Linked DNA regions of Zea mays: regions 1 and 3 are each linked to region 2. Evidence: chromatin contacts called from public Hi-C data. All regions are on one chromosome and are shown on one strand. The core of a region is the stretch at or near the end of the contact, and the rest is flanking DNA. Distances in the headings are between cores, read along the strand shown. Region 1 holds the start of LOC103635867. Region 2 holds the start of LOC103635871 (protein IQ-DOMAIN 14). Region 3 holds the start of LOC100217045.

Region 1 (3,667 bases), core at 852-3,351, 200 kb before region 2:
TTAAGGATAGTGCGGGAGTGTCAGGGCATCTGATATGTCCTCGAGAAAAAAAGTAGTTTGGCACATCATCGTAGTTTAGAGGGGAACATGTGACTTCAGGCAAAAGGAGGGTGATGCTTCTGAAACTGGGCTTACAGCAGCCTATATATACCTTCCATTGACACAGTGTCCTATGAAGAAATTCCAAAATACTTTCAAGGAACAACTGATGCTATTAAAATGTGGTAAATTAATCATGTACTTTTTAATTTTTATATTTTAAGTTAAAAAAATTGTGCCTCACTCTGGGCCCTAGCCCAGGTGCCCACAGCCCTGTATCTTGTGTGTGTACGCTTGATTTGGGCCTATGATTAAGGGTCCGTTCGTTTGTAACGGTTTCAATCCTAGCCTGAACCCTTCCAGGGCAAGGATCAAGTGAATTCAGTTGGTTCACTGAAACCTGGTCACCAGTGAAATTCAGACATGAACGAAAATTGTAGAACATATGATGGTTGTTTGTTTCAAGCAGGAATAGAAACACTTGTTTCACAACAAAACTGATATTATCTCGTGACGTGTAGTTGTCTCGCCTCGCCAAGATTCGATTCGGAGGGGCACGCGACCGGGATTGGTACCGAGCCTGCGAGGGAAGGAGAAACTCTGAACCGAAGCAGATTCGTTTTTAATTCGGATCGAAACAAACAGTAAGAAATGGAACGACCCAAGTACAAATCGGGCCGATTGTTTCCATCTGGAATGAGGCTTGGAACAGACTGAACCGCCAGAAACGAACACGCCGCCCTAAGTTGGTAGAAGACTCAACAGAAACTCTTCCACGGAGAGCCTAACCTTATCAGAATCTTTATTCACTTGCAAACTAACCCGTGACAAAATATGATTGAGGGCATATTTGTAAAGACGAGCACCAAAAAACTAGAGCAGGAGCATCTAAATTAGGTTGATTAGGAAACCTTATGGTGAAAACCTAGACTCTAGTACTTGGAACAAAGAAATGAGTGGGGGCATGTGCCCTCACTCGGTCCTACTTATTGATTACAGTAACAAGACACCGGACAAATTGAAGTGTGGCTGGACATGTTTGGTTGAGACTTTACCTTATGCAAGTTTGACCAATTTGACAAGTGTTTAGTTCACAACTGAACTTTTGCAATATTATTGTAGATTCCATATATCATAGAGTAAAAAGGTATGGTAAAATTCTTTTAGAGCTAGTTTGAGAAACCCATTTTTCCAAGGGATTAATATTTTTTCAAGGAAAATTAATTCATTTTCCTTGGGAAAATAGGGTTCCAAACTAGCTCTTAGTCATAGCAAATAAATGTGGCTCCAAATTTTCTACCACACTTCTATGACCTGGCAGACTTACCTATTTTGAGTCGTGGTAAATTGTAGCTAGAACCAAACACGCTGAAAATTCTGCCCAACAGACAGGTCTGTGTAATCTCTTGCTGATCAGTCACTCACTTGGTCATCACCCCGGCGGGCACCTGTCGCCGTTATGGGTCTAGATCCAGACAGACTTCAATGAGCCAAGCAAATATCTGGCTGAAGCTTACACTCCCCAGGAAAAAAAAACAGTATCCAAATTGTGGAGCCATACACGCAATGCATGTTTTACATGCCTGGATTTAGGAGTAGACATTTGTAGAGTTAGTTGCACACAACTTTCAGCAAGAATCTGAGTCGTTATTGCTTAACAAACTGTATCGAGTATGACAGAAACTTCGAGCTGTACTGTGCATGAGCAATATACTTGGGGAAGCGAAGAGTATTTTTGTAATCGTGTTTTTATTACATCAAAATTGATTCAGGGTTTTGTTGAATCCTGAGGGAGTGTAGGCTCGTATGATTAGGGATGGAGGCTACCACGTTGACGGGAAGATCAGTCGGGGCTGCACAAATCGAGCCTGCTGCACTTCTGCCTGGAAGAAGAAAATGCTTGTTGAGCAGAGAATTAACTTTTTAAAATGGCAACAAAGAAGGTGGCGGATGTGGCGCACGAGCGCCGTATAACAATTTGAAACGGCCACCGTTAATGTCGCCTCCTGCTGCCTTTAAATACCTTTCCCTCCCACCTCCTCTCCAGTCATTCGTTCCATCCCTTCACCACACACACACCGTCGATTCCTGGGCGACAAGGCCACACACGATCGCCGGCAGTTTCCGAAACGAGAAAAAGGAAGAAACAGGAGGCGAGAGATCGAGATCGATGAGCAGCGGTCAGTCGTCGCCAACGGAGGCAAGCGGTGGACCGCCATGCCCCTCCAAGAAGCTGTGGCGCGGGGTGCAAGCCGTCTACCTCGTCCTCGTCAAGAAGCACCAGCCGAAGCTCGCGGCGCTCGGCGTCCACATGCACCGCCTCCTCTCCAGCAGCAAGCGCCGCCGCCGCCTCGCCGCGCGGGGGCGGGAGCAGAACCCGGCGCTGACGTACATGTCGTGCCGGTCCATGGACCCCGCTGCCGCGGTGGTGCACCCGTATCCGCACGGCCACGGCCGCGCGTCGTCGAGGCTCGCGGCCCCGTCGTCCCTGTCGTGCCGGTCCTTGGACCCCGCCGCCGCCGTGCGCAGCAAGTACCAGTACCGTCCCCGCGAGGTGGAGTTCAGCTGCAAGAGCACGCCGATGCACACGCGCCGGCGCCGCCTGCGCCTGCATCAGAGCCGCGGCCACCCGTCGGAGCCGGAGCCGGAGCCGGAGCGGCACGTCTCGGCCGCGGCGGTGACGAGGCTGTTCGCGCTCATGGACGACGTCGAGGTCGAGGAGGCGGCGGACGGCGATCTGGGGCTGGGCCTGGACGCCCCGGCGCCGCGTCAGGTGCGGATCACGGACTCGCCGTACCTGGCGAGGGAGGAGGACAATAACGAGGAATTGAGGAGCGCGGTGGACAGGCGCGCCGGCGAGTTCATCATGTGGTTCCACGAGCAGCTGCGGACGCAGCAGCAGCACGGGCAGCTGGGTCAGATAAGGTAGGGGCGCAGAAGAGAAGCAGTGCCATTGCCGCCTCTAGTCTAGTCTTATGGTTTTGTTGTGATTGTGATTATTAGTCATGTATGCATGGATTACGTGTATTAGATAAGGGTACATTCCTTGGAGGAGATGCGAACATTTTCATACGGCAGTAGTACTTTTTTTTTCCTTTCATGTATATGAATTGCAGTGCTTGATTTTTTTTATTTATTTTTTGCTACCTTCAAGATCGACTTGAACAATAATGAACACAACACTCGTTGCATTGGACTTGTTTGTCATTCTTTCAGTTTTTCTTATTAGGACTTGCTACTTGGGTTCTACGTTTCCATGCATATATATATAGGTGAGGGCTAAATGTGTGCTGAAATAAACGCATTTTATTTGTGTTTAGGATTGCCGGCCCGATGGAGGAGTTGAGTGGGCTCGGTTTGGTTCCGGTGTTGTGGAAGAAAACCGCAGTTTTAATTTGCAGTCAATTTTGTCGCCTATAAATAATGCTGGTGTTGCAGAGGAAGCCGCGTGCATGCTTTCCTGAATGAAATTTGCATTGCACTGGAATTTGTGTCGGCTTCAGGGTAACCCACGTACGTTGGTACGACACATAAACAACAGCAAGTGAACAAGGCACTGCCTCCGTTGATCATTTCCGATCTGCGATCCCTAGCTAGCATTTGAGCACCAACCAAGTGAGGAAATAAT
Region 2 (3,475 bases), core at 949-3,448:
GGGTGTGCATGCATTCGGGCGCGGTCGGAATCACCAGAGACGGTCCAGGTAGTAGTCTCTGGTGACCTCGTCGCTCAGCTCCGAGCCCTCCACCTCCACGCGGCTGGCCTCGGAGCTCTGGAAGCTGAAGCTGTCCTGCTGCTTCCTCGGCCCGCTCGCGCTGCGGCCAACGCTGGGCCTCGTCGCCTGCTCTCGCCCTGCGTGCTGCCTGGGCGCGCTCTGCAACCGGGCGCGCGCCGTGGACGAGGCCGTGTCCGCCATGTACCGCGGGCTGCTCCCGGCGTCCCGGCACGCGGCCGCGCGCGGCTTCGCCGGGGAGCCGAGGTACCCCGGGAACGCGCCGAGGCGGGGCGTGTTGTGCGTCGTCTTCGGGTGCGCAGGCTCGACCTGCTCTGGCCCCTGCAGGAGGCACCACGCCGGCTCGTGGAAGTAGCGGCTCGTCGTGATCCGGGACGACCGGCAGCGGAGCTGGCACGTGTCCATCTCCACGATCCTCGGGCTGCGGTCGTCCCCGCCGTCGGACAGCCGCCGCCGGTGCGCCGCGGGCAGGGCCAGTGGCTTCACCCGCGCGGCGATCCGCTCCTTTGAGCGCAAGCGCAAACAAGTAGTATGTTTCAAACGGAGTCAGATATAAACAAACAAATCCGTTTTCATTCATGCTTTAAAATGTGACTGGTATTAGTAGCCCTCACTTGTTCGACGGATCTCCGGGATGACGCCTGGAGCCTCATGAGCGCCTGCAGCCTGCGCAGCGTCATGGCGGTCCGCTTCCTCGCCAGGTACCCACGCACCAGAGCCTGCAGCTTCACCAGCGACCTGAGAGCGCGGAGCGCCTTCCGAGCCTGCGTTGCACGAAAAAATTCAAAAAAAAAAAAATTTAACGCTGCAGGTCGCATCGGAAACCGAAAAGAATTGGGCTGGGATGAGTGACGGCTAGGTGCGTCACGCCGCGCAGTTCACGAAGCACACTCTAGCAATAAACAAAAATATCGGCGGAATAATAATCTATTCTATAGTAGTAGGGATTAATTAAACAAACGAAACGAGTCGACTCGGCGGAGAGGAACAGCAGCAGCGACCAGCCATGGATCGAGGGCAGTGAGTGAGGTCAAATCTCCTGTCCAATGCGAACGCAGAAGAATCTGCCAAGTTCATGCCCACTTACTTGTTCACTCATCCGTTCGTTTCTTGGACCGACAGAAAGCAAACGAATGGCCAAACCCACTAAACCTTCGTTCGGTTGAGCAGTGCATTTTTTTGTGAAGGAAACAAAAATGCACTGCGGTAATGAATCACCACCAACACAAGGAAAGAACGAAGGCGTTTCGGCTACCAACTTACCAAGTATCCTCTGAAGGCCTTCTGGATGACGACGGCGGCGGCGGCCACGCGCTCCTGGCCGCAGCTGCACGGGCGCACCTGCGACAGCTCCCCGGCGGCGACGGAGGGCCGCCGGGCGCCGCCGTCAGCCACGCTGTTCCTCGGCTTGGCGAAGCTCCACCGCCTCTTCTCCGCGGGCGGCAAGGCGGCGCACGCGGCGTTTTGCGCCTTGCGATCCCTGTCCCCTTGGTGCTTGCTGCCGGCGAGCACCTTCTTGAGCCACCTCATCGCGCGGCCCATGGCGTGGTTTTCGTAGAGCTGCACTGCTTCAGGAACGGCTGCGATGCAAGCGTTGGGTTGGGCAGGGCAGGGCTACAGAGCCCTACTACAAGCTACAGCTACAGCGTGGGAATGGGAACTCGCGGAGATCAGCTCGGGATTTCCTGAAAGCTAACACACGGTGCCGGTGCCGGTGCCGTGCGGATGCAGAGGACCGGAAGCCCCTTGGTCGAAGCAAAAAGGGCTGCAGCTTTATGGAAACAGGATTTTTGAAACGAAAGGGTCTGGCTTGCAATCTGAGATACAATACAAGGGCAGGAACACACAGGCCGACGAGGAACTTGGAACTTTAGGAACAGAGCGAGAAAAGAAGCTTCACTAACTAGTTCACCGGAAGGAAAAAAGGGCAGAAGCTTTTTCCAGAGGCCTGCGGGCCAAGAAGCATGGGGAGTGAACAGAACAGAGAGAGGCCAAAAGGGCAGGAAAGGTCTCGGCGCAGAGGCAGGCAGAGTTTAAAGTAGAAGCGTAGCGCCAAGGGAGAGGAGGAGGAGGAGTGGGTAGTAGTGGCAGCAGGGAACCACAGAGAGGGGCAGTGCTCAGGGCAGCAGGAGACGCCGTGAGAGGAACGGAATAGTAGTACTAGTAGTAGTGGTAGGGAAGGGGGGAAAAGGCTGGTGACCGGTGGGGAAGAAAGCCCTTTTCACGAGCCAACGACCTTCGATCCGACCGATCGAGACGAGCAGAGGAAACCCACTGTAGCAGCCAGCAAGGCAACAAGGCTAGCAGCCGCCCGGGACCGGAACAGAACAGAACAGGGCTCAAAACACGCGCGGCACGAGGCGGCTGGACGAACCAGCAATCATTCGCACCTCAAAAGCCTCGTCCCCGCGAGGCGCGCGGCTTTTGGCGGCTGGCTGGCTGGCTGGATGGCGCGGCCGCGTCCGGCCAAGAGCCCGCGCCAAGATCCGATCCGCCCGGCAAATGAAATGGTTTTTTTTCTTTCTGGGAGGCCACGACGCCGATCGAATGAAATCCGGCACAGGCACCTTTCTCTCCGGTATCGGCTCCGGTCCGGTCGCCGGAGCAGGAGCAGGAGGCACTGTTCTGATCCGCGTCACGGCAGCTTCGTTCTTCCTCCTCAGTCGCCCCTGCCGCTTTCGGTTTCGCTTCTCAGTTCTCGCCGGTGACAGACAGGGACGGACATTTCACTCGGCATCCATGGCAGCAGCAGAAGCAGTTCGCCATGAACTGAAGAAGGCGCGATAAAAAAGGCTAGTACGGGCAGGCAGTACGTACGGAGCCCCGAATTGATCGATTGATCCTACGGCTAGCCGAGCCGAGAGCCAAAAGCGATAGCGGCATCACGGTAGAGACAGAGTAATGTGGGATTCGAGGACAAGAACTGAAGAAGGCAAGGCGCGATCAAAAAGGGCTAGTACGGGCGATCCATCTGTGGCTAATGCTAGCTAGTACGAGATCTCTGCCCCGTCCGTGCCGTGCTGCGGGCCATAAAGGAAGGCCGAGGCAGGCAGGCAGGCAGGCCGAACGCTGATCCGGTCTTGCATTGCTCCTGCCTGTGCCTGGTCCCGCTTGCTTCGATTTCGATTTCGATTCCTTCCATCGGTTCTGCACTGCACAGACTCCCGCTGACGGACAGCTGCCGCTCGCTCTCCTGTCCTGTGGCCCCGGTCCCGTTGCTGCGTTGTGTTCTCGGCTCGGTTGAAGCAGAAATGGAGTGCTAGAGCTAGACCTGCCGCGACTGTTGGGACATTTGGAGTGCGCCGCGTTCAGTTTCGTCAACCCGGGACCTGACAAGCGCAGCTCCGGGAGGCCACCCTGCACCGGGCAGGCTATCCATTTCCGTTATGAAAGCGCA
Region 3 (3,538 bases), core at 186-2,685, 150 kb before region 2:
TATTGACACCATGTGGTAAACCGGTAATTGCTGCTGCCTATTGTATGTTGAAATAATAATCTGTCGACTATTCACCCCTTGAAATAGTGCTCAGTTTTTCTTTTGTTCATTTCAACTTTCTGAAAATTGTAAGAGAATGGTTTACTTGGATGGCTTTATTGAAGTGTTAAGTGTTACACACTTCATATAAGATTTTACTTGTTGCACCCATTGAGCAGGATAGCCTACCCTAACTTGCTTGGGACTAAAAGGTTTTTTTTTTGTTGCATCCAATGAGCAGGATATCATAGATGCTGGACCACTGTCATATGATGAGATTCTCTGACCGTGGCCTGAAGCACCATAGACATGGCATACATATCCTCATGTGTACGTGTAACGAGTAAGTCTATCACTCTATCTATAGCAAATTAGCAATGGCTTCTACCAGCAGCATGCCCTTCATAGCAGGTTCATAACCACAAATGCAACTTTCTGTAGCTTAAACAACATCACTTAGTGCGATTGTGTGACATAAGATTTTTACAGTTGAAGATTGGATTGGCACCACACTCTAATATGGAAAAAATTTCCAATCTATTTTGCCTTTGGGAGATCCTTGTTTTTTTCGTATATATTGTTGAATTGCCTTTTGAGACTAAGATTTCAATCCTAAAGCCTAATTGAATCTGCAGCCATACTAAGAAATGGTGTATGTTCCGCAGACAAGTAGTATTGTATCATGCAATTGTATCGCTTAGTAAGAACTCAGACCGTCCATGTCCAAGCATCACCAAAAGGAGCTGCATAGCACACGACACAAGTTGAGAATCTATTCAGCGATGCACGTGACGTGCTTCTAGTGGCATTGAAAGGCTACCTCGATGGTCTATTTAACTGGAAAAAAAATGCAAAATGAATTCATCAACAAAATGCAAACGAATACCCAAGTTGGGCAATCTTGTCGTGTTGGTATTGACAGTGTGTGTCGAGTGAATACACTACCTCTTTAGATATCTTGATTCCTTGGTTGATGTGAAGGCACACAGCACATTCTCTCCAGTGGCATCCATATTTGGGGGCAAAGCGGCAGCGATGGCTACACTGTACAGGCAACACAAGATTCTTGGACCGGGGCCTCCAGTAACCTCCATAATTGACTGGTCCCCAAACTCCGAGCAATACGTCCGTCACCTGCTCAGTTTACTGTAGATCAGCGTGGACGCAAATGCAACTTAGCACTGGAATCTCGAAGAAATAATCACACAAATGCTCGGGGGGGGGGGGGGGGGGGGGTGATTACACACGGTTGAAGTTGAACTACCACAAATCCGGAGCACGGGTGAGAATGGCCGTCTCCCTTCCAGGAGAGGGGAAGGCGAAGCGCGCGTAGGAGTGAAGGCTTGAGAAGTTGGGCCGCCGGCGAGTGGACGCCGCGCATGGGACTGCGCCGCAGCGGATGGACACTGTGGCGGAGCCGCGGAGGACAGCTAGGCCGCGATTTGTTTTACTGAGAGGGGGCGGGCCACAGAATCGGGCTGCCAGGATAGGACGAGTGATGATTGGGCCGTGAAGACGTGGGCCTGATGAAAGAATAAAAGTAAAACCTATAGGAAATTTGGTTTGAAAAATTATAAAGAAATTTTATTTAGTTAAATTAGCAATGACTTAACTAAGAAACGAGATATTTTATAAATTATATATTTTTACATCTTATTAAGTTATTTGCAATTTAATTATACTATTTTTTACAACTTTATGAAATTGATTTTCTAGGTGTGCTGCTTTTTATCTTGGTTTGATTAATTTTATTATGTGAAGAATAAATTTTAAATATGTTTTTCTACTATATTTTACAATGATAAGATTCAAAAACTAATTTTAAGTTTAGATGACCATTGCCGACACCCGTTTGGATCCATATCAGTATATATTTAGTATGTCATCAGCATGACGTCAGATCCGTTTGTCCAGAGGATCAATGTGACACATCTTGACAAGTATAAAAATAGTGCACTTTGTCAGTATATGGACGGTACGGCATACCTTTAACAAGGACTAAAATAATGCAGTTTATGATTAGGCGACATGAGGTACCTGTTTAAGTTGCGGACCGGTAGTGCGCGTACTCATTTTTTTCACGTGAACTTTGTATTGATTCACTTAGCTTTAATTCGTATCGATTCTACTGATTCTACAATATTTTATCTCTTTGCGGTAATCTGAATAACTAGTTTTAATCTAAAGCGAACAATTTTGGAAACTAAGTGTAGTCAAAATCATGTATGAGTGTGATAGATTTTTTTGTTAGTTCATTACGATGGCGTCCTCAAACTTCACCGTGATCATGACTAAACAACCTAGAACATCATACAGGCGAGTGTGGATCTACTAGTAGGCAAGCACGACCTTGGCCATAGATCCATTCGAAGAAAGAAGATGAGGTAGACACACAAAGTCTGCTTGTCATTGAGATAAATGACAATAGTTTTTTTAAAAGACACTGATGTTAAATTAAACGGATTTCAACTTCCACATAGCTCATAACTTACCATTATTTTTCTATAACCTACAACTCATATCCCACAACCACTTTTTTCAAAGACCACAACTCACCCAAATACACTCTCAGGGACTGTCAGATTCTATGAGCTAAAATAAAAGTGACTACAATTTAGTCCCTTTGGAGCTAAAGATCCAAACAAGGATAGTTAAAAGTAACTAAATTGATACATTTTTACTATTTTAGTCACTTTTAGTTCTTTTTGTTTAGATCGTTAGCTTCTAAGTGTCTAAACTTTAATTACTTTTGTTTTAGCTCCTAGGGTCCAAACGAACCATTAATACTTATCGTGTTGGGCTCCATATTGCAGGACTGGATGATAACGAGGCTCAACTCATCTCCTATAACTGCCCAAGTGGGAATTGCTATGAGTACCAAGCATTTGCTATCAATTCTCGTTCTCAGGAAGGGATGGCAACGAGTTTATACCCATTGGGTATTACCATTCCATACCCATACCCATCCATAAAAATTATATCCGTCAGATTACTCATATATGTACACGAGTATGGAATCTTACCCATACCTATACCCACACGGGTAATTTTACCCGTTGGGTAACCCGTACCCACTAGGAAGGCCTCAAATTCTAATATTTCAATCAATCAAAATGTCAAATAAACACACATATATTAGTTCAACTTAAAATATAGCAAACCATATGATTACATAACTTAATAGTTAAACAAATAATAGCTAAAGAAGAATTTTCTTTTAGCTAAGACGTGCTTTATTATTTGCAATAATAGTATGATGCGGGTATAATTTATCCACGGATATGGGTAGTACCCACCCACACCCATACCTGTTGTCGGGTACCCAGAAACAGGGTACCCAAGGCGAGGCCCATAAACCTCTCTCTAGCTCATTTACCCCGGACGGTCCGCGAGGACGCTAAAAATGCATTTCATGGAACCCGACACCTTCGGGTTTTTGTAGTTTTTCAACGAGCGGACGGTCCGAGCTTGGTCCCGGACGGTGCTCTCTTCTCCTTCG

Evidence for each region. A called contact is a pair of places that touch in the nucleus more often than the background predicts.
Region 1: a Hi-C map of endosperm shows a contact between it and region 2, with 3 times the contacts expected there. The contact joins the promoter of LOC103635867 here to the promoter of LOC103635871 in region 2. A contact is called at or near these places in 2 of 25 Hi-C or Micro-C datasets (ear and endosperm).
Region 3: a contact with region 2 is called in a Hi-C map of ear, with 2.0 times the contacts expected there. The contact joins the promoter of LOC100217045 here to the promoter of LOC103635871 in region 2. A contact is called at or near these places in 3 of 25 Hi-C or Micro-C datasets (ear, leaf and tassel).

The regions. Positions count from the first base shown.
Region 1 is chr8:127,612,096-127,615,762 of Zm-B73-REFERENCE-NAM-5.0, forward strand. It overlaps LOC103635867, which reads left to right and starts at 2,102. Exons shown (of 1, transcript NM_001362851.1): 1 at 2,102-3,128. The coding sequence starts at 2,210. The coding sequence ends at 2,968.
Region 2 is chr8:127,815,345-127,818,819 of Zm-B73-REFERENCE-NAM-5.0, forward strand. LOC103635871 (protein IQ-DOMAIN 14) reads right to left here and starts at 2,199. Exons shown (of 3, transcript NM_001362606.1): 1 at 1,342-2,199; 2 at 693-842; 3 at 1-582. The coding sequence starts at 1,620. The coding sequence ends at 31.
Region 3 is chr8:127,668,128-127,671,665 of Zm-B73-REFERENCE-NAM-5.0, forward strand. LOC100217045 reads right to left here and starts at 1,436. Exons shown (of 7, transcript NM_001143417.1): 1 at 1,283-1,436; 2 at 985-1,185. It overlaps LOC118473137, which reads right to left and starts at 1,473. Exons shown (of 3, transcript XM_035961798.1): 1 at 1,304-1,473; 2 at 985-1,173. The coding sequence starts at 1,420.